2 separate regions of the Triticum aestivum genome follow, and region 2 is linked to region 1. Evidence: chromatin contacts called from public Hi-C data. All regions are on one chromosome and are shown on one strand. The core of a region is the stretch at or near the end of the contact, and the rest is flanking DNA. Distances in the headings are between cores, read along the strand shown. Region 1 holds the start of LOC123045160. Region 2 has its middle 9.5 kb from the start of LOC123045161.

Evidence for each region. A called contact is a pair of places that touch in the nucleus more often than the background predicts.
Region 2: a Hi-C map of leaf shows a contact between it and region 1, with 3 times the contacts expected there. The contact joins the enhancer-like site here to the promoter of LOC123045160 in region 1. A contact is called at or near these places in 2 of 5 Hi-C or Micro-C datasets (both in leaf).

Annotation. Positions count from the first base shown.
Region 1 is chr2B:403,028,105-403,031,363 of IWGSC CS RefSeq v2.1, forward strand. LOC123045160 reads left to right here and starts at 1,271. Exons shown (of 1, transcript XM_044468103.1): 1 at 1,271-2,494. The coding sequence starts at 1,607. The coding sequence ends at 2,149.
Region 2 is chr2B:403,065,150-403,068,613 of IWGSC CS RefSeq v2.1, forward strand. No RefSeq gene overlaps it. Among protein-coding and RNA genes, the nearest start is that of LOC123045161, 9.5 kb to the right of the region's middle. Within about 2 kb of position 1,387, at least 1 of the 8 cell types and tissues checked has an H3K27ac peak or open chromatin away from gene starts, as enhancers often do. A contact at or near this core is called in leaf, where this site is marked.

The DNA of each region.
Region 1 (3,259 bases), core at 21-2,520:
TCCCCCTCTTCTCTAATGAATGATATGCATGCTTGTACGTATTTGAGAAAAAAAAAAGCTAGCTAGCTACTCCCTCGTCCCATAATGTAAGATATTTTTTGACACGTCAAAAAATATCTTACATTATGGAACGGAGGAAGTAGCTTGCATGTGTATACTCAGTTCATATGACATGTCCTTTTGTCATTTAGTAAGTACGTTGATGATGGATGATTGTGGAGAGAGATAAGCCAAGAGCCAAAAGAAACACGTAAGTAGATGTACTGCTAGCTAGCTATGCACTCAAATTAAGACAAAATGGGCTCACTCATGACGACCGGTGGTCCTTGCACCCTGTGAACCGTCGAATGTGTTGTGTGCGTGCCCTGTTTTAAACCCTTCTGTTTAGTACACTCATCATCTTTTCCAAGTGCGTATGTTCATGATTACATAAGGATGTCACCACATCATTAGCCCATAATAATTTTTAAAATTAACCTGTACTTAAATTGTACTACTGCTTGTATGAATGAACTTTTTTTTTCATATTTGTACTACTCCCTCCGCCCGGAAATACTTATCATCAAAATGAATGAAAAAGATGTATTTAGACATATTTTAGTTTTATATATATCTCTTTTTATCCATTTTAATGACAAGTATTTTTAAACGGAGAGAGTACATTATTGGCTCGAAACTATTCTACACACGACTGCGCATGCACGATGTTTGGACGACGGCATCCTTGAACGGTGCAGATTTGTTAAACAATACTACTCAACGGGTGCTGTTGTCCATCGTCCACAAATCGTGCACAAGCTATCGTCTGTGTAGCACTGCTTTTATTGGCTTGCTATGCATGGAATAGTACATTTGCATTCTTATATGTACTACGAAACCTTTCTTTTTACATGTTTTATGTATGAACCTGTGAGTACAATACTACTACATGCATGCAGCATGCGTACTCTCGGTCCCGGGTGGAAAAGGACGAGAATGCAATGCGCGCATTGCCTGGTGACATGCGCGCGGGGGCTCCACCCTGAGTTGTACGTGGCACCCTGTAGCTGGCAACTCCATGGGCCCAGGTGGACAAACGGACACGTGTGAGGTCACAACAGGTTACGCCTGCGGGCCCACATCATGCTGGCAGTCACGTGGGCAGCTCGTCTCCATCTTATCTCGCGGCTGTGCCGACGTCATGGCCGCTCAAACTGCCTCGCGCACACGGAGATCCTACACAACAAGTTGCGCTCCGCTCGGCTGTATATATATAGCGGCTGCCCGCCCATGGATTCCATTCCACTCCATTGAGTGGAGTTCTTCCCATCCACAGGGCCTCTCGTAGCCTTGCTCTCGTTTTTTTCTTAACTTTTTTGGGGGAAAAGTTGGTTTTGTGTACACGGCAGACAGTATAGTAGGCTTTGTGTGAGTTGATTAAAAAGCTTCAATCATTCGATTCATCTTAGCTAGCCAGTAGCAAAGATTCTTCGTTTCTTTTCTTCTGTTTTCTTTGCTTGCCATCCATCCATTCATACATAGGGAAGGAGGGAGGGAGGGAGAGGCACTCGCTAGCTAGTTGATTCCAATTTCCTGAGGCTAGCTAGCCAGCCAGTGATATCGATCCATGGGGAAGGGCCGCAGCTGCAGGTACGGATCAGAGCGGCTGCTCTACCCCGTCCAGGCCAGCGGTCACCACGTCGCCGGCGCCGCCGATCACCTCGCCGACCTCGACGAGGAGGACGTCTGGTCGGTGCTCGCCGCGCCTGCGCCCGACTCCAACCGCTCCACCAGCAGCGGCAGGCAACCTGAGCAGGTCCGTCGCGGCCGGTGGACCGCAGGGGGGCTGTCGCTGGCGTTCGAGGCAACGGCGTCCGCGCCGGCAGGGCGCCACCATCATCACGTGGCGAGCTCGGCGCCTGTCAGGGTGCCCGAGTGGCCGGCGGCCAGGTTCCCGCCTGGGTCTGGCGAGCACGGCTACGGCGTGAGCTGCCGTGAGGAGGACGGGGAGTGGATGGCGCCGCACGAGTACCTGCAGGCCCAGGCACGGAGCAGCGGGCGCGGCACGGCTGCGCCGTCGGTGTTCGAGGGCGTGGGGAGGACGCTGAAAGGTCGCGACCTCAGCCGGGTGCGCGACGCCGTCTGGAGCAACACCGGGTTCTTCGGCTAAGCAAAGCAAGCAGTGTACCCCATCATCGTCTCGTGTCAGCCAGCTAGCTACTCATAAGCTCGGAGGGCACTTTCCTGTTGGATCATTCGTTATAAGATGCATGTACTGTTCTTAATCAGTATGAATTAGGATAGGGGGTGTGGGAAAATATGAAGAAGAAAAATTAGGTGATTGATTAATTATTAGTTAATCTCCTGCAGTATGGAGCATGTAGCTGCTGCAGGTAGAGTTTTGGGTCTGTTTCGATTGTATTGGGTTGTGTGCTATCCCTAGCTAGCTAGCTACCTGCCGATATCGTCAGTTTGTCACAAAACTTCTCCGGAAAATAATAATCCAATTTGATTATTATTAGCTCCAAGTGATCGTGTTGGCGTATGCATGGTCCGTTGGATTACACTCTGACTGTTTTCCTTGGGGTTGGGAGTATTTCTCACTGTATACACGCACTAGAGATGGACTAGTGCAGCGGAGTAGCTTACGGGCACGTACGCTCCAAAACAGAAAGAGCACTGCTATACACACGACGGATGGACGCACGACCCACAGACGACAAGTCAGGTAGACCGTAGGATTAGCTGGGGTTTTTAATCTGTGTGGCTCCTGCTTCCGTCGGGCACACATCGTCCAGCAGTCAATCGTGTGCAGAGCACTTTCGAAACAGAAATAAGAGGGCGAATTAACCTGCATCAAGTAGTAATTGGCCGCGCGAACAGGACCGGAGGAGCGCGTGTACGAGTGGCCAGGGATGTCCGTGACCATTGTGAAGTGAAGGACGCGCCCAGCTCTGTGTGGACTGTGCTGCTGTGCACGTACGCGCGCACGCTTAGATTGACAGGCACGAGACAGCACTGACCAGCAGCAGCAGGCGGCCGGCAAGCTGATAGAGTGGTACTGGTGTACGTACGTGAGTGAACAGGAATAGTTACACAGTGAAGGAGAGAGCATCGAGGAATCATCAGCAAGCGCAGTAATTGTTGTCGAGAGCAAGTGGGCGGGCGCTACAATTCACTTGACTTCCCACAGCCATGGGCACAGGCCTTTTTGGGGAAAGTGACTTGCCCTATTTTGCATCCATCCCACCCCTCGGTAGCGCTTGGACGTGCACCCGCC
Region 2 (3,464 bases), core at 137-2,636, 37 kb after region 1:
TCATTCCCCACATTTTTTCTTCGGTTTTTTTCCTTTTCTTTGTTTTTTCATTGGTTTTCTTTGCTTTTTTCCTTTTTGTTTTTCTTGGTTATACTTAGTTTTTCTTTGTTTCTTCACCGCTTTTCTTCGGTATTTCCTTTTTTCATCCATGTTGTTCAGTTTTATTTGTATCTTCACCAAATTTCTTCGGGTTCTCTTTTTCCCTTTGTTATACTTCGGTTTTCTTTGTTTCTTCAACGGTTTTCTTTGTTTTTCTTTGGTATTTTATTTTCTTTCTTTTCTTCTTCTTTTTCTTTGGGGCCAACCCTATGTTTGATTGCGAGTTCCGGCGGGGTGAGTACCTGGTCTCGGTTTCAGCTGTTTTCCATTATTTTTGCAGTGGTTTTCTTTGTTTTTTAATTCTCAATCCCTTGATTTTTGTTTCGGCTTTCTTTGGTTTTCATTTGTTTATATGAGAAAATGTTGATCATGTATTTATTAAAAATTAAATGTGTATAAGAAATTACCTGGCGTACACATAAAAATTAACATGTACATTAAATAAAATAGAAACCAAAACTATATATTTTGAAATTTTTAATTCTGTAATTAAAAATATTAAACATGTACATACTTTTTTTTTCTAATGTTCATGAAAAATGTACATTCTGTGTGAAAAATGTTTGTTGGCATTAATAAAACGGTCAACACATGATCAACATTGTTTTATGTACGTTTCACATTTTCTAAATACATTCTCATCATTTTTAATGAACATTTAACATTTTTCTAATAGACGATCAAGATTCTTTCATAGAAATTGTATATTTTTGTATACAAGGGAAACATTTTGCATTACACGTTTAACATTTTTCAAATGCTTGATTAATTATTTTCATTTACTTGATTAACATTTTTCAATTGCTCGATTGACATTTTTTAAATACTTGAGCAACTTTTTTCATAGACATTTTATATTTTTATATGCATGATAAATATTTTCTCTATGAACATTTAACAATTTTAAAATGCTGGACACCATTTTAAAAATACTTGATTAACTTTATTTTCTAATGTTTGATTACTTTAAAAAAAATCATGATCAAGTTTTTCATACACATTGTAATTTTTTGTATATATTTTTGGTATACATGAGAAAATATATTCTATTAACATTTAACATTTTCAAAAATGCTTGATTATTATTTTTAAATGTTGTTATGTGTAGTGTTTTCTGTAAGATACTGCATATTTAGAATATTCCGAAGTACAAACCAAAGTAAAAAAGGCAAAGCAAAAAACAAAAATAAAAAAGGTGAAAAAAGGAGGCTTTGGCCTGTGCACGTGGACTCGCAGGCCTAGGCTGGCCCATCTTGCTATCGTGTTCTGCCCTATGTCTCGCGTTAAACGAGACCGTGATCAATCATATAAGACGCAGACGTGCATCATATAGTTGAGACTTCGCTGAAGGCTCGTCCAGACAGGCCGACACAACTAGCGATTTTTTGTTTTGGTTTTTTCTTCATTATTTTTTATTTGATTTTTATATTTTCAGATCCAGCATGTTCTTCTGCTTTTTTCTTCTAACTTTCGCAAATTGTCTTGTTTATAGGTTTCTCAATCTCTACTCCTATAAAAAAGCGAGTCCGTGGTGATGATGTGCCTGCCTTCGGGCCGTATATACCGTCCGATCTTGAATCTATGGCTGAGATTGAGACCGAGGCGTGTTGTACAGAGCCAACGACCAAAACAAGATATTCTGGAGGTTTCTCTAGTGAGATCGATTAATCTAGAGCCTCTCCAAGTTTCCTCGCCGGCGGCCCCTCCCCTCTCTTTCCCTGCGACCTCGTTGGAGTTGAGTTGGGCGAGCATCACGTAGTAAATCAGATTTGGCTTAAGATCTCCCCTGTGACATCACTCCTTCTGGATCTGGCGTGCAGGCTGTCGGAGAAGGAGAACGAAACACGGCGATGGACGGATAGAGTCAAAGGAGACGACACAATTCGGCCAACACGGCTCACGGGAGGAGGTGCTTGTGGCGGGGACGCATTTCTTGCGTCATCGCGGACCCGATGTCGGCCGGAATCGGTGCCGTGGGAGGAGCCTCGTGTGCGGCGGCGGTCATCAGGGTCGGGGAAGATGACCACGGCACGGATGTCGTGCTGGCCGAGAGGCAATGCCGATGGGCACTCCGGTTCCACCTCGTCGGCATGAACCACCTGTTGAGTGGGAGCAGCGCTGGGCGCTCGGGGGATGGAGATCGACCGAGCCATGACAGACAGTGGTTGGGAGCAACTCGGAGGGGGCTGCCGGCAGCAGCGCAGCGGTCGGGAGCAGCTTGGAGGCGTTGGCTGGAAGCAGCGGAGGAGTCAGCAGTCGAGGACCGGGAGCAGTGATTGGGATGAAATGAGAGGAAATCCATTGGGGGCGTTCCAGACCTTCCAGCGCTAGCGTCCGCTCCCATGCACTAGGCAACCGTGCTTGCCGTCCCTTAAGCCAGCCTTGAACGTCCCAATGGGCAGCGAGCGGACGAGCTGGCTGTGGCCGGCGGCACGACGGGCACTAGGCTGCGCACAAGACCTCTACATGCGAAGCCTAATCAGTAAGCCACCTCGGCTACTACAGGTTTTTTGCGTACAGTGTCGATGGTGACATGCTGGAGCCTACATGCGCAGCTTCTTAGAAGTGAGCAGCTCCGGATGATTGTTCGCAGTGCAAAGTCGCTCTCGCCGGCACCGGCGTGGCGTTTGGCAGTTCCAAGGGGCATTTTCCGTCCCTGCATCTCCTAATTGTCTTTTTTTAGGGATTCCATGTAGTCTCCTAATGGGCTCGATCGGTATATAATGGCATATTTGAGAGTATAAAACTTTGTAGTGGCATGTTTTAAAATATATAAATACACAAAATAGTGATATCAATTCTCAAAGCCTGAAAATTTGTAGTGGCATATAGTACTCTTTCAATCCAAATTAACTGACGACGCGCACATAGTATAACTTTAGTACAGAATTGTACTAAATGTGCGCCAAATAATTTGGATCGGAGAGAGTATCAAATTTACACATAAATCTAATAGGCTTCTCCCTCAGTGATATCCCACCGGGAAAGATGTCCGTGTCGCCCGGGACTACACTCCCGGCCACCCCGGTAGGATGTCCAGGCTGCCGTAGCCAAGGACGACGAGCTGCGATCCTGGTGGCGGACAGCAACGGTGTCTGCGGGAGACAAGGAGTATCCCGTGTTTATTCCAACGAGCACTTGCAAGCTCTGAACTGTACATATTGCCATGACAATACGTGATGCCAGTGGTAGTGCAATAACACTGGCACAGTGCACCGTGTTGTCCGTGCCAATGCTGTTGTGTTCTACCTCCACACTTCGCCGATGTGATTCCATCCGCCGGGAGGTGCACGCACATATGTTTCATCCCCAATATTGCTTATGTGATTTTCTTATTTGGTCAACTTCGGGTCCGAAATAGTTGA